7 separate regions of the Mus musculus genome follow, and regions 2, 3, 4, 5, 6 and 7 are each linked to region 1. The links are chromatin contacts, called in public promoter capture Hi-C maps. All regions are on one chromosome and are shown on one strand. The core of a region is the stretch at or near the end of the contact, and the rest is flanking DNA. Distances in the headings are between cores, read along the strand shown. Region 1 holds the start of Hnrnpc (heterogeneous nuclear ribonucleoprotein C). Region 2 holds the start of Naa30 (N(alpha)-acetyltransferase 30, NatC catalytic subunit). Region 3 holds the start of Efs (embryonal Fyn-associated substrate). Region 4 holds the start of Bcl2l2 (BCL2-like 2). Region 5 holds the start of 4930579G18Rik (RIKEN cDNA 4930579G18 gene). Region 6 holds the start of 4931414P19Rik (RIKEN cDNA 4931414P19 gene). Region 7 holds the start of Mmp14 (matrix metallopeptidase 14 (membrane-inserted)).

Evidence for each region. Promoter capture Hi-C pulls out the DNA fragments that hold promoters and counts their contacts.
Region 2: a contact with region 1 is called in a promoter capture Hi-C map of liver, with 4 times the contacts expected there. The contact joins the promoter of Naa30 here to the promoter of Hnrnpc in region 1. A contact is called at or near these places in 5 of 39 promoter capture datasets (cranial neural crest, hippocampal neurons, liver and 1 more).
Region 3: a promoter capture Hi-C map of hippocampal neurons shows a contact between it and region 1, with 2.8 times the contacts expected there. The contact joins the promoter of Efs here to the promoter of Hnrnpc in region 1. A contact is called at or near these places in 2 of 39 promoter capture datasets (cranial neural crest and hippocampal neurons).
Region 4: a contact with region 1 is called in a promoter capture Hi-C map of liver, with 7 times the contacts expected there. The contact joins the promoter of Bcl2l2 here to the promoter of Hnrnpc in region 1. A contact is called at or near these places in 3 of 39 promoter capture datasets (liver and pre-B cells) and 1 of 115 datasets of contacts at active chromatin or transcription factors (astrocytes).
Region 5: a promoter capture Hi-C map of pre-B cells shows a contact between it and region 1, with 5 times the contacts expected there. The contact joins the promoter of 4930579G18Rik here to the promoter of Hnrnpc in region 1. A contact is called at or near these places in 3 of 39 promoter capture datasets (cranial neural crest, liver and pre-B cells).
Region 6: a promoter capture Hi-C map of pre-B cells shows a contact between it and region 1, with 7 times the contacts expected there. The contact joins the promoter of 4931414P19Rik here to the promoter of Hnrnpc in region 1. A contact is called at or near these places in 4 of 39 promoter capture datasets (cranial neural crest, hippocampal neurons, liver and 1 more).
Region 7: a promoter capture Hi-C map of hippocampal neurons shows a contact between it and region 1, with 5 times the contacts expected there. The contact joins the promoter of Mmp14 here to the promoter of Hnrnpc in region 1. A contact is called at or near these places in 3 of 39 promoter capture datasets (cranial neural crest, hippocampal neurons and liver) and 1 of 115 datasets of contacts at active chromatin or transcription factors (bone marrow-derived dendritic cells).

The regions. Positions count from the first base shown.
Region 1 is chr14:52,102,606-52,105,548 of GRCm38.p6, reverse strand. Hnrnpc (heterogeneous nuclear ribonucleoprotein C) reads left to right here and starts at 1,528. Exons shown (of 9, transcript NM_001170981.2): 1 at 1,528-1,660. It also overlaps a transcript of Rpgrip1 not described here.
Region 2 is chr14:49,170,794-49,173,736 of GRCm38.p6, reverse strand. Naa30 (N(alpha)-acetyltransferase 30, NatC catalytic subunit) reads right to left here and starts at 1,491. Exons shown (of 5, transcript NM_027492.2): 1 at 1,360-1,491; 2 at 344-1,121. The coding sequence starts at 1,120.
Region 3 is chr14:54,925,321-54,928,263 of GRCm38.p6, reverse strand. It overlaps Efs (embryonal Fyn-associated substrate), which reads left to right and starts at 1,476. Exons shown (of 6, transcript NM_010112.4): 1 at 1,476-2,826. The coding sequence starts at 2,809.
Region 4 is chr14:54,881,951-54,884,893 of GRCm38.p6, reverse strand. Bcl2l2 (BCL2-like 2) reads right to left here and starts at 1,469. Exons shown (of 4, transcript NM_007537.1): 1 at 1,388-1,469; 2 at 1,010-1,097; 3 at 81-520. The coding sequence starts at 512.
Region 5 is chr14:54,649,072-54,652,014 of GRCm38.p6, reverse strand. It overlaps 4930579G18Rik (RIKEN cDNA 4930579G18 gene), which reads right to left and starts at 1,504. Exons shown (of 6, transcript NR_038053.1): 1 at 1,467-1,504; 2 at 747-950; 3 at 201-275. It overlaps Acin1 (apoptotic chromatin condensation inducer 1), which reads left to right. Exons shown (of 19, transcript NM_023190.3): 9 at 157-298.
Region 6 is chr14:54,604,383-54,607,325 of GRCm38.p6, reverse strand. 4931414P19Rik (RIKEN cDNA 4931414P19 gene) reads left to right here and starts at 1,418. Exons shown (of 7, transcript NM_028890.2): 1 at 1,418-1,523.
Region 7 is chr14:54,430,163-54,433,105 of GRCm38.p6, reverse strand. It overlaps Mmp14 (matrix metallopeptidase 14 (membrane-inserted)), which reads right to left and starts at 1,508. Exons shown (of 10, transcript NM_008608.4): 1 at 1,133-1,508. The coding sequence starts at 1,240.

The sequences.
Region 1 (2,943 bases), core at 279-2,778:
TCCTGTGTATGATGTGTGTGCCTGGTGCCCAGAGGCCAGAGGAGGGTGTTGGAACCTCCAGGAACTGGAGTTATACGATGAGCCCTTTTGTGGGTGCTGTAAATTGAACCTCTGTCTTTTGGAAGAGCAGCAGTTGTTGTTAACTGCTAAGCCATCTTTCTGGCTCCCCAATTATCTGTCTGTCTGTCTGTCTGTCAATCTACCTACCTACTTATATTTATTGTTTTTTCAAGATAGAGTTTCACTCTATAGCTCTAGCTGTCCTGAAACTTGACCAGGCTGGCTTGCACTTGAAACACTACCTAGCCCAAACTTTTCTTTTTAAAAATAAGATGTAAAATTGGGAACACATAAACTCGTTGGACTGGTTTACATAAAATAAATCTTTTGAAAATGACAAAGGCTAGGCAGGAGAGATGGCTCAGAGGTTAAGAGGACTGACTGCTCTTCCAAAGGTCCTGATCGTAACCACATGGTGGCTCACAACCATCTGTAGTGGGATCGGATGCCCTCTTCTGGTGTGTCTGAAGACAGCTACAGTGTACTCATATAAAAACAGTAAATAAATCTTTTTCTTAAAAAAAAAAAAAAAAGAAAAAAAAGGAAAGAAAGAAAAAGGCAAAGGTTTAAAGATCTAAAGATTAAAAAAAATCAGGAAATTTTTCTGGGATACAATCTCCTTTTCTCCGTAAGCTATATATACATTTCAGTGTATTTAATGTTCCTACAGTATAACCAGAGCTTTAGTGGCAGACCAAACCTGAGGGGATTAAGTAGTCTATTCTAGAAAGTGGGAAATTGAGGTGGCTGGCCATTGGGTTTGCAGACTGTGTGGCGACTTGGGACAAGGAAGCGGGTTTATAGGAGGTCGGGTAATTGCTCCTGCAGGAGAGAACTACAGAACCCAGTTGGTTTGGAGGGGGAGCTGTTCACTGAGAAGGCCATGTCCTCCCAACAGCTTATAGAATCTGGCAGAAAGAAGGGATCTGAATTTGATAATAACTGCAGAGCTAGTAGACGGCCTAGAGATAACTCTCCTCCCTTCTCAGAAGCTTGTTTGCGTTTCCCTTTTCCTAGGCCTGGGGCTAGGGCAGGCCGTTTGCACCCGCTACCAGACTCCACCCAGGCTCTCCCACCCCCGCGCCGCGGAAATGCGGTGATCTGGCCGGACCTGGGAGCTCTCAGAAGCACTGATAGGACGATGCGGCCGTCAGTCAGATCCGCCGGATACCCGGATGAGAAGCTGTGCGCGATACAAAGGCGAAAATTCCACCCAGCTTTCCGTCTGGTACATTGACCAATAACCATCCGTCAGTCACTAAGTGGCATGAAGCTGAACCAATTACTAACTAGCCTCTGTTACGCATGTGGAAATTCTCGCAATTAGCCCAACCCACCTCGGATTATGATTGGACGGAATTGTGAGGAGCGGTAGCGCTCGCTAATTAGGAGCGGGAGCGAGAAAAGTCACAGCCAATAGGAACGCCTCCAGGAACGAGGCGGGGGCTGGACTTTCGCCTCGGCGGCAGAGGAGCTCGGGGGCCATTTTGTGAGGAGACGGAGAGCGAACGGTCGTGTGGTTCTTCGCTGTTGTAGCTCCGGCGTCTCGGCGTAGACTCGCAGTAGGAGAGGCGGTCTCTTCTCTCTCTCCTTCCTTTTGGTAAGCGAAGGGGGCGAGTGCAGGGGAGGCCCTGGGCTGCTGGGCCCCGCCAGCGTGTGTAAGGGGGAAACCGGCCTCGCGGCAGAAGCCGAGGCCGCGTTTGTTCCCGTGCGGTGGGGACTTGGGTCTCATGCGGGAGGCAACAGGGCCTCGGCCTTGGCGCGGAGTCAACCTAGTGACCTCCAGGCCACGGTGCGTACGAAAATACCCTGTCTGCGCGCTCGGGTTTAACGGCTACTTTGATTTTCTTTGCCCATCAGGGATTCCAAGGGGGGACCAAGAAAGCGAAGAACGAAATGCTTGTTGATGTAATTGTCGGGGATATCTTACGGATTCCGTTATCACTTCCGAAGATAGACGCTGGGTGGGGGTAGGGGAGCGATAACATGGTGGTGTCGGACTGGAAGCTTCTAAATTCCAGGCTGGCTACATGGCATCTGAACGGCGTTTTAACAATAGGTTGAGTAATCATTACTTTTTTCCTCTAGGGGTAAAATGGTTAAAAGTCGGAGTGCTTGTGTTTGTAAAGGGAAGTGCGGAAGATTAATTTTAATTGGAATAATTACAGCTCACATTTTATCTGCAGGTTACAAATCATAAGTTAGTGGAACTTGAGGTAGGTACTACTGTCATAGAGAGAATTGAGCCTTAGAAGCGGTTGACAGGATCGTACTAGACAGGTCAAGTATTTTCACTGAGTTTCTAGGTGGTGCGCGCCTTTAATCCCAGCACTTGGGAGGCAGAGACAGGCAGATCTCTTTGAGTTCTAGGACTGCCCAGGATACACAGAGAAACTCTGTTTCGTAAATAAATAAATAGGGGGAAAGGCTTATTTTTGGGGGGAGGGGACCTGACACGGATGTTAGCAGAAAAATTTCAAGCTGGACTTGGGAACAATAATTAAAAGGCACAGCAAGGGTTTACAGCTACCTCAGTACTAGTCCTATCCCTCTAAAACTCAAAAAGGCAGTTTATAGCTATGTATGATAGTGCAGGCCAGTAATCTTTGTATTGTGGAGGCTCTGAGACAGGACCCCTTACCCATTGCAAGGCAGCCCAGGACTACATAGTAAAACCGTGCTTAAAAACAAATTAGTTTCTCTCTTGTAGGTGTTGAGTTCTTTTTTTTTTTTTTTTTTTTTTTTTTTTTGGTTTTTCAAGACAGGGTTTCTCTGTATAGCCCTGGCTGTCCTGGAACTCACTTTGTAGACCAGGCTGGCCTCGAACTCAGAAATCCGCCTGCCTCTGCCTCCCGAGTGCTGGGATTAAAGGCGTGCGCCACC
Region 2 (2,943 bases), core at 242-2,741, 2.9 Mb after region 1:
CCATGTTCCAATTCAATCACAGCAAAGTGCTCTAAGGATGAGGAAGGTTAAACATGATTAGAAGCTAATGTAAACAGGATGTAAGACAGCCCCCATGTGAAACATGCTCTGCACAGGATTGCTGCTGTTCCAAAAGTCACAAGATAACCCAGATCACGAGCTCTTACCTTCCACACAGTTCCACGGAATACCTGGGAAAAGTGCGCACCTTCGCGCCTCCCATCTGTAAGGTACTATGAAAATGAAGGATACATCCACGGCCACACTCCGGGCCCTCACACTCCCTGCCCCGAGTGGCCTGGATCTCTGCTGGGCTCACCCTGTTTTCATTCCATCCACTTACCAAGAAACACAGCTGTGGCCAGTTGTGGATAAAATATCTATACGTATAAATGGAGTAGGGTTCAGACAGATCTTTGGTGATCAGTCTCATGATATCAGGCATTTGGAGCTCAGATTCATATCGGACGTATCGTATCGTCCGATCCTCCCCGGGCTCGGCCTCCCTGCCCTGGGAGCTCCTTAAACTGCAGCCGGTGGTCAGAGACGAAGACAGCAGCCGCACCTGCTCGTCCATCTCCTCCTCCTCCTGCTGCTCGGTGCCCTCCACCAGTCCATTTCGGGCCGCAGCGGGGTCGCTCGCCGCCCCCGCCGCCGCCGCCGCTGCCTCTGACCGGCCGGGGAGTGCAGTTCTTGCATTGTTGGGGACCGAGTGGGGAGGTCTCTCCCCCGGGTGTCCCTCGGCTCCTTTTGTGGCAGTCACTTTGGAGGCCCCGTCGGGGGCGGCCGCCTCCGCTGCACTCAGAACCTTACTCTTGAGGGTCGCCGCGGCCCGGAGGTGTCGCAGTTCTGGGCCGATCAAGCCGTTGAGCTGCTGCTGCTGCTGCTCCGGAGGCAGCTGCGGGCAGCGAAGGCAAGAACGCGCCTTGGCCGAGGTCGCCGCCTCGCCGCCCGCTGGGCTCCCGCAGCCGCCTTCGTGCTCCTCGTCGTCCTCCTCGTCCTCGCTGCAGCAAGCGAGCGCGGCCCCCGCCGGGAACGGGCAGCGGAGCTCCGCCGCCGCTGGGGCCGCAGGCGCTGGTGGTGGGAGGAGGCTGCTAGGCCCAGGCGGTACCTCCGCCATCCTAGAAGCGACACAGCCGAGAGAGGAGGCCATGAGAGGCGGCCGACCGGCGCCAGGCAGCGCGGACTGGCGGGCCGGGGGCGGCCGAGGCGGGGGGAACAAAGGCAGAAACCGTCCCTCACCGAGTGTCCCCAACGCCGCGCCGCCCCCACGCCGCCGCGCCGGCCACCGTCCCTGGCCGCCCGAGCCCCGCCGCCGGCCGTGTCACCGCCTCCCACCCGCCCCTCCTCGCGGCTCACCCCGCGCCGCTCCCCGCCGCCGTTTCCGCCGCTCCTCTCCCTCAGCCACCGCCGCGCCGCAGTCGCCTTCACCGCCGCGGCCGCTCCGCCGCCACCACCGCCACCGCTGTCGCCGCCGCTGCCGAGCCTCTCACCCGGCCGCCGCCGCCGCCGTAAAGCGCCTCGCCTGTTACCCCGGGTAAAGTTTCCTGGGCCAAGCTTTACGACACTTCCCTGCCTGCCGGCTGCCGGGCCAGAAAAGGGGGCGTGGAGGGAGGTGACCTGTGCAGGGGCGGGGCCCGAGGTGTCTCCGGAGGGCTTCCGGGAGGCCGCGTGCCGGGGGTGGGGCTCTAGCCTGGGGTTCCAGAGGTTCCTGCGGAACTCGCCCCGCAGCCTCCCCGGGTGGGCAGGGCTAGGTGCCCTGGGAGCTGCTGGCTGTTGACATCCAACCTCTAGTGCCTTTATGCAGCTGTACTGTTACAACTTTTGCTCTGACCTGGCGCGTGGGGCAGGGAGCGCCGGCTACAAAGGCAGCAAATCCCGGCCTGGACCGCGAATTAGAGGGAATTTAAAACATTGAGCTGTGAAGATAGCATTTTGCAATTTAAAAAAAAGAAGAAGAAGAACCTTTACCTACCCCGTTGGGACAAAAGAATGGCTAGTAGTCTTGTTGCCCCATTCCTCCACCCCAAAGATTGAAGGCATAAATGTGACAAACAGGTGCCGGACAACGAAAGGCAACAACTGGGGGAAGCGACAGAGATGGTGGCGGCTAACAAGCGTACTCCTGATTTGTGGTTGTAATTGTGTTAGGTTGGGAAGCACCTGGTAAGAGTTCACGGGATCCTCCCATGTGATATGCTAAGCAGGTGTAAAAACTTTGAGCGTGTGGGTTACCTCTGCTCTAATCCACAGCTGGTAGTTTTCTGCATATCTGATCTGAGAGTTGAGTAACTCACACGCATACTAATCAAGTTACTTATTAACTTGTAGGAGCTGAAGAGATGAGTCAGCAGTAAGGAACACTAGGGTTAGATTCCCAGCACCCAAATGGCAGTTCACAACTGTCTGTAATCCCAGGTCAAAGGGAGGCTACAGCCTTTTCTGGCCTCCAAGGGCATCAGGAATGTGCACAGATACGCCTACATACAGGCAAACACCCATAACAAGTTTAAAAAGAATAAAATGTGTTAGATAGCTTTTTTATTTATTTCAACTGATTTATAGAGCTAGTCAGGTATGCCCAAGATTCATGTTTTCAGAGATAGGCTTTTATGACAGGTGTTTGCAACTTTGTGCCATAATCTAAACTGAAAAAAAAAAAAAGTGAGCTGCAGTAGTCAGCACATGTCTGGAATCCAAGTACTCAGAAGGCAAAAGTAAAAAGCTATGGAATTCAAAGGAAGCCTGGGCTGCATAGCAAAACTGTTTCTAAAAATAAATACTAAGTAAAAATAAAAATAAATTTCAAGTGAGATTAACCTGCACTGTGGCATGGTTTGAGACACGAGGGTGACAATCCTTTTCACTAAGACTATTAAAGGACACCACCAGCTCAAACAGAGAGACTCAGCCTCTAAAGATGATAAAATGTGTAAGTATCTA
Region 3 (2,943 bases), core at 227-2,726, 2.8 Mb before region 1:
CCGGACAGTGGTGGGGCATGCCTTTAATCCCAGCACTTGGGAGGCAGAGGCAGGTGAATTTCTGAGTTTGAGACCAACCTGGTCTACAGAGTGAGTTCCAGAAGAATAAAAAAAACCAACCAAGACTGCAGCAAAGGTTCCCATTCCTTCAGCTGAGAACATCTGGTTTTCGTGAAAGTGTTGTTAGAGGAAGAAGGGGCATTTTCCATCTGTGTTCTCCTTGCCAAAGCAACTGTTACACGGGAGGAATTAAAACTGCCGGATGGCTATGACTAGACCAAGGTATCAGAGCTAACAAGCCAGGATTCACTCCCAAGACAGAAGCTGCCCCTACCTAAAGTCATTCCTCAAGCTCTGAGGTCCCCACCCATCTCTCAAACTGCAGCCCTGCCTGGACCTTTCACATCCTTCTGCTTAGCTTCCCCGAAAATTCCTTTTCGTTCTAATGGAGCCTGAGTCTGTTGAAGGTTTCCAGCCAGGGCATGAAGTCTGCCCTCCAGCATCACTGACCAGGGCCAGCACCATTCATCCCGCGTTCATCCTGAAACTTTCACTGAGCCACCCTTAGGTGCCAACTCTCCCTCTCCCTCGGCAGAGGGTTCTAGGTAACCAGGCAGTAAACATTGTCCCCTCGGGTGGTTCTGGGAAAATGCTGTGCTTAAGCTTGTGGAACACTGTGGTGTGGTGGAGCAACAGTGGTCTCAAAGCCTCCAGTTCACAAAGGTCCTTAAGTAAGATTTTATCTGTTCTCTTGTAAAGAGGTTACGACTAAGCTCGTTGTCTGTTTGTGCTTAAAGTGCTCATTTGTTAAACGTAAACACTGGGGAAACATTACAGCTTTGCACCTCTATTTAGCAGCTTGCTTACCAGGACACACTCCCCCCACCCCGCCCCAAATTCTTTTCTTTTGAAGAAGACAGATCTCTCCCAACCCTGAGAAGCTCTGATGTATATCTCCTCGAAGTAAAGGCTAGAGAAGAGGGCGACTGAAGGGAGGCCGCAGGAAGGGGAAAGGAGGCAAGGAGCTGGGGTTTGGCTGAAACTCCCGATTCCAGCCCCTCAGAAAGAGTTTTGTCATCTTCTGCCTACGATCTCTACTCCAGCTGCTCCAGTAGCAGCGAGGGCCAAACCAAAGACAAGAAACAGGCCCGGACTGGCAAAGGAGGCTAAAAGGCGGTGCAACCGGCCAGCCTGGGATCTGGTGCCAGCCGCTAAAGCTTCTTGTTCTCTCCCAAGGGCCAGAATCTTTGTTCAGCACCAGACTCCAAGCCTGTGGCCCTCTGGACCTCCCCGGCTCACCCCCGCAGCCGGTTTGAGCCCCTGCAAAGTCAGCGTGCTCAAACCGCCGGGACCCTAGCGCGCGGCGGAAGCAGCGCGTCCCCTCCCTCGGGAAAGACAGATGTGGGGCTAATGAAAGGGAGGCAGGGAGAGGCGTGGGGCTGGCGGGGGAGAGCGGGGGCGTGTCGGGCAGAGCCGAGCTCCCCGGAGCGCGCGGACCAGACCACCCCGCGGTCTGCTGCGCGGTCCCGAGGAGGAAGGTGCGGGGGAGAGTGGCCGGGCTGGGGCGCGCAGTTTGGCCCGAGGGTCTGGAGCTGAAACTCAACACCGCCTCGGAAAGGATCGTCCCCTTTCCCTACAGCTTCCCCTTCCCCCTTCCTCCCCCTTCTCTTAATCCCCTGGCCCGAGCCCCTCGCGAGAGGAATGGGCCTGCGGGGAGGGGAGGGAGAGCTTGCCGAGGGGGAGCGGGAGCCCGGGCAAGGGAGGGAAGGGGCGCGGAGTGCAAGGGGTGATCGGGGGCCGCGCGCGACCCCGGACCTTTTCTAACCCTCAGTGTCCCCACCTCGACCCTAGGCGAGCCCACAGCACTGCTCCTCCCCTTCTCTGTTCCCTTTTGCTCGGTGCCTTTTTCTTCATTTCCCAAGACACCTGGAGCTTCCCTAAGCTTTGGGACGCGCCGAGGGCCCGGTCCAGGGTGTGTGAGCGGGGACTGGGGCCAGAGGGGTGCCTGGGGCAAAGGGTGGTGCGCGCCCTTGAGCGCTGAGACTGAGAGGTGCCTGGCGGCCACCTCCAAGACCCGGCTGTGTTGAGAAGGAGTGTGGCCGGGAGAGCTCGCCTCGGCGCGGGCCTGGGCAGACAGCCCAGCTCCACCGCCACGCGCTCTTAGGCCTTTTGGCGCCGGCCTTTGCGCTGACTTGAGCGAGTTTGGCGACACGCAGCTCAGTTGTCGCTCCTCCTCCTTCCCCGCGGGTCCCGCCGCAGTGGCCCGGCTGCCACGACCACAGACAGCCCTGGGAGCACCGCTCTGCGCCGCTGGGGGAGGGTTGGCCCCAAGAGTCGCTCGTCCAGCCCAACCACTCAGGCGGCTTCTCCCAGCCCTCGGGGCTAGCCTGAGCTGCTTGGAGAGGCGTCGAAAGCAGCCACAGCTCCTGTCTCTTAGCCTGGGAAGTGAGCTGTGAGCCCATGTGAGTCCAGGAGGCCTCTGCGACTTAAGGCGGCAGCTGTGGGGGCCTGGAGCCCCGAGAGACCCTGGGGGACAATTTAGAGCGCGCCCCTTGGATGAGGTCCCGCAGCGACGCCCAGGCCCGCCTTACTCCTCCTCCTGCTTGGCCAAGCTGCCTCCTATTTGGAAAGTTTTGTGGGTTTTCTTTCTCTTCCTCCAACTTTGGGGGGAGGCATCTATCTCCTCAAGCGCTACAGCTTGGGGTGACCTTCTGACTTGGAGGCCGGGAACCATGGTGTGGGGCAGCCATCGCTGAAGTCAGCGAAACAGAGCCTGGCCTGAAGCAGGCGACGCTGGAGGCCAGAGCCATGGCCATTGCCACGTCGGTGAGTTCACCAGGGAAAGGAGGTTTGCCAGGCAGACACCTCCAACCTGCTCTATGGCACTGTCCTGTTTATTTCTATCCACTCAGTGATCTCTCCCAGAAGCCTGTCCTCTTTTGT
Region 4 (2,943 bases), core at 220-2,719, 2.8 Mb before region 1:
CCTCCCATCAGAGGCCCTATTTTCCCATGAAGACCAACTTTGTAGAGGGATGCGGAGAGCAGCAATTGAGAACTTCTTACCCAGCCCCCACTGCTGTGGATCCAGTCAGCCAGACGTGTCTCCAGGTAGGCCACCATCCAATCCTGCACTTGTCCCACCAAAGGCTCCATTTCTTTGTTGACACTCTCAGCACACAGGGCAGCCCCAAAGACAAAGAATGCCACAAGACGGCCCCAGTTAGGGCCCCCTTGGAAAAGTTCGTCGGAAACCTGGGTGAAGCGTTGCTGGGCTGAGCCTGGGGTCACGTGTAGCTGAGCGGCCAGGTCAGAGAAGGTGCGGCGGAAACGGGTCTCAAACTCGTCTCCAGCAGCCCGCATGGCTTGGTGCAGCGGGTCGGCGGCTGGGCCTTCCCCAGGGCCAGCTCCACAGACATAACCCTTCTGCCTCAGCTTATAGCCTACAAAGTCAGCCACTAGAGCCCGTGTGTCTGGGGTTGAGGCTGGGGTCGCCATCCGGGCGGCTGAAAGGGGCAAGGATGACAGACTGACATAAATATAAGGAAATTATTGACAGAGAGCAAGAAGGGACATTTCCTATTTGATCAAGCTCCTGAGATAGGTGAAATGCTCAGAGGCACTGGGCAGGGCCAAGAAAGAGCAACGGATTTAAGTCATGGGGAGGTTCAGAGCATAAGCAGCTGGCCACGTATAACATGTCAAATTAAGTGTGCAACAGGAAATCTTATTTTTAGACTACTTCAGATTCCTTTCATACGACAGCACCAGCTGTATGCCACCTCTATACACACACACACACACACACACACACACACACACACACACACACACACACACACCCCTTTTTGGCTATAGGAAGGGGCTTAAGACCTCCCCAGGAGCATGATGCGAAGATGTTGGCAGAGGCACAAGATAGGGAGGAGACAGGGGCTGAATAGGAAGATGGGAAAAGCCAAGGGCTGTAATGGGGCAGAAAGGAAGAGGACACTTACCCAGCCTGGATGGCAGCTCTTAGGACCCAGTGCTGGTGGCAGGGAGCCCCCAGCTGAGGCCTTTCATCCTCCCGGCTAGAGTGGAGCCCTGAAAAGGGGAGGGAGAGAGAACTAGGTGGGAAAGGCCTGGGTCTGGCCCGGAAAGAACTGGAACTGCAGCGCCTGGGACTGGGCCCCTACCTCCAAAGCTTTGCCAGCTGTGGGACCGATTCCGTGTTTAATGACTGCCCTCTTGGGAAACCCGGGACCACGGGCTTCCTGCCGACACCATCTCTATTCCCGGTACCCCCAAGAGCAGCCCAAAGGCCCAGCTCCTCCCATTCCCCCACCCTTAGCTGGTCTCCAACCCCGCCCGCCAGCCAGGTTAAGGAATCTCACGGGTCAGGCCGCAGCCGGGATCCGGAATCCGGTTGTTTCCTGGTGGAGGAGCTGGGAGGGAGGGAGGGAGGGAGGGAGAAAGGGAGGAAGGGAAGGAAGGAAGGAGGGAGGAGGGGAGGGCAGGGAGGGAGGGCCCGGCGCCGGGTGATGATGGGACACAGAGATGCGTCCAGAGAGAGGGGCGGGGCTGGGAGGCAGGGCTGGGAAGAGCCACAACTCCAGGAAGAGAGGGCCATTGAAGGGCTGTTCAGAGGCCATAGTGACCTGTGCCGGCTGCCTGCGAAGCCCGCAGTGTCCCCAGAGAAACACACCGGGCCTCAGCAGCTCAGTGCAAATTCAGCATTTCCGGAAGGTCTCTTCTGTTCACGCACTTGTTGAACTTTCCAGCTTGGATTGCGTGCCTAGGAAAAGCAGAGCAGTTCCTATTAAGCTGGGAACAACCTCTTGCCCTTGTGGGGCTAGTAGAAACACTAAACACAAAAATACTTCCCCTCAGGACCTTTAATGCAGTGGGCTCTTCCTTGGCTGGAGTTTCAGCTAGGTATCAAGGTGTCAGGCCTTGGTTTACAGTGTCCACAAGCAATCTTCATCTTTTGTAATCAGATTGATTTTCTTTTCATTTGTTACCCACCACAGGAGTTAATTCTTACTATTTAAAACAAAAATCAAACAATAAAAGGCACAAATTGATACAAGCTTACTAATCTTACACACCCTCTCTAAATACAGGTTACCAATGTTGGGTTAATACCTGTTTTACAGATTACATATATCTATAATTTACATGTGAATATCTACATTCACATATACATGGATTATATATACATTTATCCATACACATATGTTTATATAAATATGTGCTTTTATATATACACATACAATATAAATATGTTTATAAGTATAAATATATATGTTATATATAATTTATAAATGTATCAATATACATATAAATATAAAGTATATCAGTATAGTATATGTAAATATTTTTATATTTTTATATATTCCATATACATATTTATAATATACACATATATGTATATATAATATACATATATCTATTTATATGTGCATTTATGTATATATATATATGTAAAAATATGTATATATAAAAACCGAGTGTGTGTGTATTTTGAAACATGGTTTCTTCTCTGTGTAGCCCTGGCTGCCCTGGAACTCACTTCTATAGAGCAGGCTGGCCTCGATCTCACAGGGATTGGCCTGCCTCTGCCTCAGACACTATGGGATTAAAGGCCCGAGGCACCACTATCCAGCATGTGATAATATCTTTCTGTAGAGCAAGTTTCCAGGGCAAGAAGCTTTCTGACTACAGCAGATCCACAGGAGGGCACTCATCAGTGTGCTGATCCTCCCACCTCTCCCCCCACCCAGGACTCCTGAAGGTTGCCATTTCTTCAGCTCTGGAACTCCAGTTAAGGCCAGAAAGAGGCAACCCAATTATGCTTCTTTCCTTCAGTTCTTTCTTGTTACTTCCCCTTGCTTCTCCCACTAAACCTTGATGTTCCCACTTGTCTGTGTGGTCACCGGAGAAGCCACAA
Region 5 (2,943 bases), core at 255-2,754, 2.5 Mb before region 1:
TAAAGAAAGCATTCCCACTTTCCCATGGGAAAGTTCTAGTCTGATCCCGCCCAAGTAAGGAGCCATTGGGATTTTATGTCCACAAAGCTAACATCTTGCTCTCTCTTCCCCTTCACTCTCTCCTACCCTTTCCTTCAATCTCTTCCATCCTGTCAGTGAAGAGAAGGAGGAAGTGACCATGGACACCAGTGAAAACAGACCTGAAAATGAGGTGCCTGAGCCTCCTCTGCCTGTTGCAGACCAAGTCAGCAATGATGAGCGCCCAGAGGGTGGTGCTGAAGAAGAGGAAAAGAAAGAGGTAACTAGCCAAGCCACCTGTTGGGGAGGGTGGGCCGAGCGTGGGCCTAGGGAGAATAGACCATCTCAGCCATCCCTCTTACACAGTGGGATGACCTAAAGGGGATAAGGCTATCCTTGGATCAGGATAGGGCAAGGGAGAATTCGCTGGTTTAGCAAGGGATGCCCCTTGTGATAACAGACAAGGTCTTTGATTTCCTTTCCCTACATGAAGCAGTGATATAGACCAGGCTCCTAATTTGGAAGTCTGTTAATGGCCCTTTTTTTTAGAGAGAGAGGGGGGAGAGGGAGGCGAGGGAGAGAGAGAGGAGAGAGAGAGAAAAACCAAAAAACCCAAGTGCAGCTTTCTTGCTGCTGAAGCTTCTGTGAAGCTAACTCCTTGAGCTTTCCCTCCTTTTTAAAAGCTTAATGGCACTTGTCGCCACCTAGTGGGGCTTTGGGTCTCTTACCGAGTCAGCCATGCTGAGGAATTTTTGTTGCTCTTCTGCCCCCCAGTGGTCTAATTACGGAAGTGTAGCTTCTTAGAAATCCAAGGGGTGAACCACAAGGCCCTCTTAGGTTTTGTTTTGTTTTGTTGGCACAAATATTACCACTTTTTCCTATACCCAGTTCAAGAGGCTTCCCCCATTGGAGCCAGCGAGGTCTTCTTGACCCTTAAAGAAATAGAATTAGCTGGGTTTGGGAGTGGTATTATTACAGGGTGGGAGGGGCTGTTGTGTGTGTAGCCTTTCTCTGGTGTGTGTTGCGGGGGTGGGGGCCGGTGAAAGTGATTTGATGTGCAGAATATTATTTATTACAAGGTCCTTCTTCCCCGTAAAACTTTGTCCAAGTACCTCATGTACGGTAATCCGCCCGTAAAATATAACCCTGCCCAACTGGCCAATCGCTGATGCCGCCTCTACCTCTGGACCCACCCGCTGCTACCGAGCCGCCCAATCAGAGCCGAGTGTGCTCCCGGTGTCTTGGCCAGAGGGGCGTGTCTGTGGGCGTCTGTGATGGGCCCCGCCTCCCTTCTTGCTTACATCGGGGCTGAGACGAGCACTGTTCTGGAGAGACTTGTACTGAGAACAAGAAGCATTTGGAAAGGGGTGGACTTGAATCATCGCCCTACTCGGGACACCCCAAGAAGAGTTGTGCCAGTGCTGGGGTGCCTGCCCACATGCCCTTACCTGTCAGAGACTGTGGGTTGCCTTGTTTGCTACAGACTGTTGGGATCCCCATCTAGGGACCAAGAAACCTAAGAGAGTCAGATGTTTATGACGACAGTGCCGAGCTGTAAACACTTGAGTGGGGCCGGTGGCCTAAGCTTTGTTGACTAGAAACCCTGCAGAGAAGTCTGGGGGTCTGTACCCAGGGGCTTAAAGCTGATGGCAGCCCAGCCCGCGTGTCACCACTTGCTCTTCAGATGGACTTTCCTTTGGTCCCTGCTGTCCATGGTGAAGGGCAGCATCGTGTCGGTCGCTTCAGCTTCTCCTCCATCCCTGGAGGCAGGGACTCACTCACCCACCCAACCGGAACCACTGTCTCAGCTGCAGTCCCTGAGGAGGTGCCAACGACAAACCGGAAGACATACTCTGAGCTTGCTGCTGAATGTGTACCAGGTCCTGGGGAAATTGACTACTGCCACCCCCGGGCTACCTTCATCAGAGGCTCCATGATCCTGCTCGGTGACAGGACCTCTCCCCAGTTACACTCAGAGGAGGAAGGGACTTTGGAGTTGTCACCTGGATCCCAAGTGTTGGCTAGTGGCACTGCTGCAGCTTGTCACTGGTGGACATAGGGTCCTGCCTGCCTCATGAAAGAAAGGCAAGGAGCATTCCTGCCGCTCACAGGCCGCTTGCTCATTCATCAGGGACTGCAAGATGATGCCCTACAGGGCCAGGACTGATGCTCTGCCCCCATTCCCCCCTCTGCCCCTCGCTGAGGCTGGCCATCGCCAGTGAACTGTTTTGACATCTTGGAAACTGGGCAGCGTCCCCCCACACGATTCCCTCCCGCCCCCCCTGCGCCCCTGGGAGGACTCTGGCAGTGCCACGCTGACTACCACGCCGTGCGCCCACCTTTTTTGCCAACCCAACCCCCCACCAATTGCACAGCGCCTAGCAGGGAGGGCTCATTCTGATTGGACGGCGGTTGACTAGATACAGTACACAGTGAGGTGCGATTGGCTGAACTGAAGATCCCAGGTGTGAGATGGTACCTGGAACATTTGTCATATTCCTAGTTTATTCTTTTATTTTCTACCTCTTCTTTAATCTTTTATTTTTATAATTTATTTTTTTATTTCTTTGTTGGGTTTATTTATTTGGTTCGTGTTTTTCTTGTTTTAATTAAGTTATTTTGTTTAATTGGTTTTTTGGGTTCTTTTATTTTCTTTCTTTTTTGTTTTTTTTTGTTTGTTTGTTTGTTTTTTTGGTTTTTATTTATTTCCTTTTCTCACTAACTTACCCATCGTGAGCAACCTAGCTAGGGGTCAGGCTGGCTCTTAACACAGACCAAGGAGACTTGGTTAGATGACACAGGTGGGGCTGGGGGTGGGAGGGGAAAGGAGATTAAGGGGGTCCTGCCCTACCCGTTAGAAGGGTGGTAGGGTGGTCTTAGTTTTTCCAGAAATAAGCACCTATAAAAGTGCCCCTGCTCTGTCTG
Region 6 (2,943 bases), core at 169-2,668, 2.5 Mb before region 1:
GCTGGAGACGTCTGCAGTCTCCTCTTCAACACAGCCAGGCCACAGCCAGAAGCATAGAAACTGCTTCCAGAACAAGAGGGAAAAAGAAACGGGAACACATCTTTTTCTTTTAATGTGGTTAAAGCATGCATCACCATTTTTAGAGTTCTTTTCATTTTCTTTTATAAACTCATAGGTCAGGGGTTCGAGTGAGGAGGAAAAGGCAGGAAGTCCTAGAAAGAAGACTTGAGAAGGGTCATGGGTTTCAGATATTAAAACATAAATAAATAGGTGAGAGAGAGAGAGACGGAGAGGGAGAGGGAGAGGGGGGGGGGAGAAAGAGAACTTAGTGTCCAGCAGAGACACTGGTGAAGGCTGCCAAACCCCTGTGGACTTGAGTTTGATCCTTCAGACCCTCTAGGTGGAGAGAATTCCTGCAAGTTGTCCCCTATTCTTTTTTTTTTTTTTTTTTTTTTTTTTCTTTTTTCTGAGACAGGGTTTCTCTGTATAGCCCTGGCTGTCCTGGAACTCACTTTATAGACCAGGCTGGCCTCGAACTCAGAAATCCGCCTGTCTCTGCCTCCCGAGTGCTGGGATTAAAGGCATGCGCCACCACACCTGGCACAAGTTGTCCCCTAATTGCCACACTTTGCATTGCGGCACGCGAGTGCCCCCACCAAAAGAAAAAATACACACACACACACACACACACACACACACACACACACACACGTATGTATGTATGTATGTTAGTGTGTGTGTGTGTGTGTGTTCGCGCAAACGTTTTATAATAAAAAGGTGCAGTGAGACCGGTTTATGGACTGCTTAAAATCGAGGTTTAAGCAATGGTCTACATGCAGGGTGTGTGAGGGAGACATTTTGGTTTCTTCAGAATGTGGTTTTAGCCTAGTAGGGGAGCCTGGCTCAGGCTGTGCAAAAACAAGCCCCAAGTGTAAGGCTACTTAGCCTCTCACTTGAACAACGTTACACTCATAGATGTTCATGTAAAGGTGGGCTGCTAGACAACTTGTGTGACCCAGAGACACTGGCCTGGGAAACCAAGGGTTGGAGGGCCTCGCCCCCCAAACCTGACGCTCAATCAGCCTAAGAGGTCCCAAGTTCGCTAGTTCTCCCAGCTTAGCAATGTCAGAGGGCGCTCACTCACAGGGTGGTTCTTCTGAGCCTGGCTTGGGGGGCGGGGAGGGAGAACGAGACGGGAAAGATGAGCGGACAGCGAGGAGAAAGGGAAGGGCAGTGGGCGCATCGGCCAGGTCCGGGAGCTCGCGGCCCTCGGGGGCCCCCCGGACGGGCGCCTCGGGTGCGGCGCGTGTGCTTGCGGGCGGGGCGGGCGGCGGCCAATCCGGGCGGGCGGCCGGGAAGGGGCGGGGCTTGTGAGCTCCGGCTCCGCGAGTCCTCCTTTTTTGCACACACACGAATACAAAGAGCCATACGACCTTCGAGTATCCTTTTTCCATTTTTTTTCCTCCTTCATCTTGTGTGCGTTTTCCAAATTTTTAAAAATAGAGATCTGTGGCAGTGCTGGGGTGAGGAAACTGTTGCTAAGGGGAATTTGCTCTTTTCCCCATTTCTTTTCCTGTCTCTCTTTCTCTTTCTTTTTCCTGGTCGAGGTTTAAAAATATACCAAGTTGAGAAGCCGTGTGCAACTGTTCCCAGACCAATTTACAGATTTTTTTTTTCTTTTTGGATCACATTTTAAGAATTGGTAAATTTTGTGGTTGAAGGATTTAAATTTTAGTCGCTTGGGGAAGTATAGATTTGTTTTTAATCGGGTTAAAGCGATAATGTGAATTTCTACCACAGGCAACAGAGAGATTTGAGGTGCCCTCACAAAGCCTTTGGCATGTATTTTAGACACACTCACTCAGAACCAAAACCAAGTGCTGTAGCAGCAATGTAGCAGCGAGTGTGACAGGCCAATAGATTAAATATACTGGGTTATTTTAATTGGGACACTCATTTCCCAGGAGAGAAGGGAAAGCTCTCTCACAGTGTTTTGCACACACAATTTCATGAGGACATTTGTGTGTATGTACACTTAAAACATACCATTTCGTATGGATTCATCTTGTGGTTTATTCTTTGTATTTATGTAAAGTATGTGTATATGTGCTGTTATCGGATTTTATTTTTAAAGTGTTTTCATTTGATTTTATGTGTGTAAAATAGACCTTAGGATGTTTTTTCCCCTCTGTGTTCCCAAATGTGATCAAAACAGGATTTCAAATGCAAAGTAAAGCGTAGAGGAAATCCTGCACTTAGCATACTTAAGAACTTTCATCCTATTGGAATTTACCTTCTTTTCTGCTTCTTTTTATATCAGATTAGTGAATAATTAAATAATTGCCCCAAAGCCTGCAGTCAGTGTGTTTGGCAAACGAAGTGGGGGGGACGGGGACTGAGTGTGTAGTCCAGAGCCTTTTAGTGACTTTTTAAATGCTTTTGGTTTTTTATTGGTTTTCCTTCCTAAACATGCAACTGTGTATATTTTAGCCTTTATGAGTAGTTTTGGGGGGAGGTACCAGAAGGGAATCTCCTGGCATTTTGACAAAGTGACCTTTTATTGGTTGGGATTTGTTTGGAAAACTCCACATCTGGGAAAGTGTGTGAGACAATATTCTAGTCCAGTTACTGAACGGGGGTGGGGGTGGGGTCCTGGGAGGGGTACTTGGGGTAGGGGCAAGAGGAGGCAAACGCAAAACCCAGGAGGGATAAGAAATACAATGTGATTGTTATTTTGCTTTCTGTGAATGCAAAGCTTCCCCCATATCGTCACATTTTTGGAAAAGTGTGTGTGCATTGAAGGACTGTTGCCTGGGGCAGAGGCCCCCCTTCCCTTGGGAGTTCTATGCTGAGACAGGCTTATTAAGAGTTAGACAGGATTTGCCCAAATCCAGTCTGTGTTTAAAGACTTGAGTGAAAACATTATAGTGTATGTGGATGGCA
Region 7 (2,943 bases), core at 259-2,758, 2.3 Mb before region 1:
AGTCTCAGGGAGGATTTTACTCTTTCCAGTTTCCATGCACAACTGTGGCCCGACTCCTAGGGCTACACTTGGCCTTTCAGCTCCAGGTCTCTTCAGTGATACAGGCAGCATGTGCCCAGGAGAGGTTCATTCTGAGGGTGCGCCCCGGCCTGGGCCCAGAGAAGAGGGAGTCAAATCCAGACCGTATCCTTCATTTGGGCCCTTCCCAGCCCTTCCCTACCACACCCAGGTCCTCACCAGGCTGAGTGGGTTGGGATGGCCCAAAATAAGAAGCTGATTAAATCCGTCTCCCACCTTCACCCCAAAATAAGAGAGGGAGGGAAAACTTCCTCGGACTACTCCCATGCCGCTTCCTTCAGGACCGGGGTGGGCTATGGTCACGGAAGAGTTAGGGATGGGGGTGGGGGCGCCAGAGTCAGTTGGGACACTCAGGGGAGACCCAGGCCAACCCTCAACTAACTCACCGAGCGAGCGACTCCCCCTAGTCTCCCCGCGATCAATGCAGAAAAATAATTATCAACAACAAAAAGGCCCCCCAAGGCGCCGGTAGGGGTGTGGAGGACGAGGGAGGAGGTGGCCAGGCTGAGCCCCGCTGCTCACAAGAAGAGCTTTGTGTGCGCGGAAGTTCGGCCCGCCGCGATCCTCGACGCCCGGGCCAGCGGCCCGCACCGAGGGCGGTCCAGGGGAGGCGGGTACAGCTTGGGCGCCCCCGACGCCCCCACTTGGTACGGATGCGTCCGTGCAGGGCCTCGGGCACCTGAGCGCTGCCAAACTGAAGGAACAACTCGCGTGTGACACCGGCCCGGACGGCGCGGAGTCCAGTGTCTCTGAGGCTCCCGCCTTGTGCCACAGTGCGCGCAGAGCTTGGAAAAGCGAGGCCCGGGCCCCGCTGCAGAGTTCTTCCAGGGAAGGGAGGAATGGGAAAGAGTCGGTGGCGGCGGAAGGGGGGTTGTTGGAGGCAGGCAAAAGTTGGATCAACTTGCAAGTTTGCAGATGAGGGGAGAAAAAGAAAGGCTGGCGCAGCAGAGCCCCCCCAGAGCCCATCTCTCAGCGGGGGCTGTCCCCTTGGAGACCCCCGGGCTCGCCTACCCGGCGGGCGAAACTCCGGGAAGGGCCGGAGGAGCTCACTTACTTCGGGGCTGAAGTTGCTGCCTTGGGCCCAGCCGAGGGAGGCGAGCGCCGTGCCAAGCGTGAGCAGGGGGAGCAGGAGGCTGCGGGAGGGTCGAGGGGCGGGAGACATGGTCCCCGGCGTCGGGGCGCCGGGCGGTGCGGGCTCCGCGGCGGGGCCCACGCCCTGGGGTCGCGCCGCCTCTCTTGGGGCGCCTTTGTCTTCTAAAGGAACGGAATGTGGATTCCTAGAGCGCGGTCGGCTTGGAGGTGAGGGAATTGCTCCTGGAAATGTCTGTTTGCTCTTCTCTTTTCCGTTTTTTGATCTTTCTTCTGCTTAGTCGGCGAACTGAGTTGGAAGCCCTCTCTGCTCTCCTTTGGTCCCTCCCTTCTCCCACAGCCTCTCCTCCGCCCCCGCCCCAATGCCCTCCTTTTTCGGTGGGGACGTGGTGTTTCAGCTCGAATCCAATTACAGCAGGAGAGAAGGGGAAAAAAAAGTTTGTCTTTTCTGTGGTGCAGGCTGCCATCTGCAGGGGTTGAGGCCGCAGCCGGCAACTAACTAGGAGCCTGGGTGTCCCAGGGGACGGGATGCGGAAGACTTTCTCTTCCTAAGCATTTTTTGGGTGGCCTGATTCCCGTAGTATTCAGCATGTCTCACTTGAGAGTGTTTAAGTATTGGGAAGCCCGATGGCTAGGAATGGTGGAGACATGAAGTCTAACTTGCGAGTGAGGAAGGTTGGGAGAAGGGACATTTACTAACAAGAGGGTTGTATGCTGAGACCTGTGGACAGCCTCCTTCTCCTCCTCTTGCCCCAAAGTTAAGACTGTAACAAAAGCCACATGCCCAACAGCCACCGCAATTACTTTGAATTGGGGGACCGACCCCTTTATTAATGGCTTTTACAATCTGGCTGTTCTATTAAGTGTGAACTGCCTGGGTAGGAAAGGGCTTCAAGGTCACAGGATCGGGGGAAGCCCGATGGATAGAAGTGGTGAAATTTGTTGGAAGAGGAAGGAATGGGAGGTAGGGTTTTGGAGTTTCCTTTAGTCTTTACAGTGGAGACAGTTCCTTCGAGCGCGCAGCTTCCGTGATGGCTGGGCAGGGAGAACAAAAGGAGAGGCAGACAGGGGAGAGGGAGGCCAGGCTGCGCTGGCTCTCCGAGAGGGAGACAGATAAGAGGTTGACAACTAGATATGGAAACACACCAGCAGTGGGACAGAGGCAGGAAAAGTGTGGGAGACAGAAAACTCGACCATCAGCGAAATGTAAGATCCAAGAATTGCATTTGGTCAGCGAGAGGAAGGCAGTGGGGAGAGGGAAGGAAAGCAAGCAAGGGAAGCGGTAAGGGAAGGGGGCAGGAATAAAGCCAGGTAGGAAGCTGCAGAGATCCACAGCTGCCAGCTTTGTGGTGGATGATGGGAGCCAAACACGGAGCACTGGAACGGGAACAAAGGTCCTTGCCTCCAGAATCCAAGGGAGGCTCACGATCAATACAATGAATGGTTGCTAGGTCATGGGCAGCGACCTTGTGTGTGGGGGTGGGGAAGCAAGGACCCTCTTTAACCTCTGGAACTTAAGTCTGATTATTACTCCTTCAGCAGAAGACCCCGAGTTTAATCCTTCCTATATCTGCCTTACAGTGTGAGTGTCTCCTGGACCATGTACCCAGATACTAGCTGCTTGTTAAGAAAGGGACTTCTAACAGGTATGGTGGCACATGGCTTTAAATCCAGACAGAGGTGGGAGGATCTTTGTGATTGCCAGACAACTTGGTCTACCTGGCCAGTTTCAGGACAGCCAGTGCTACCGTGAGACCATGTCTTAAAAAGGAAAAA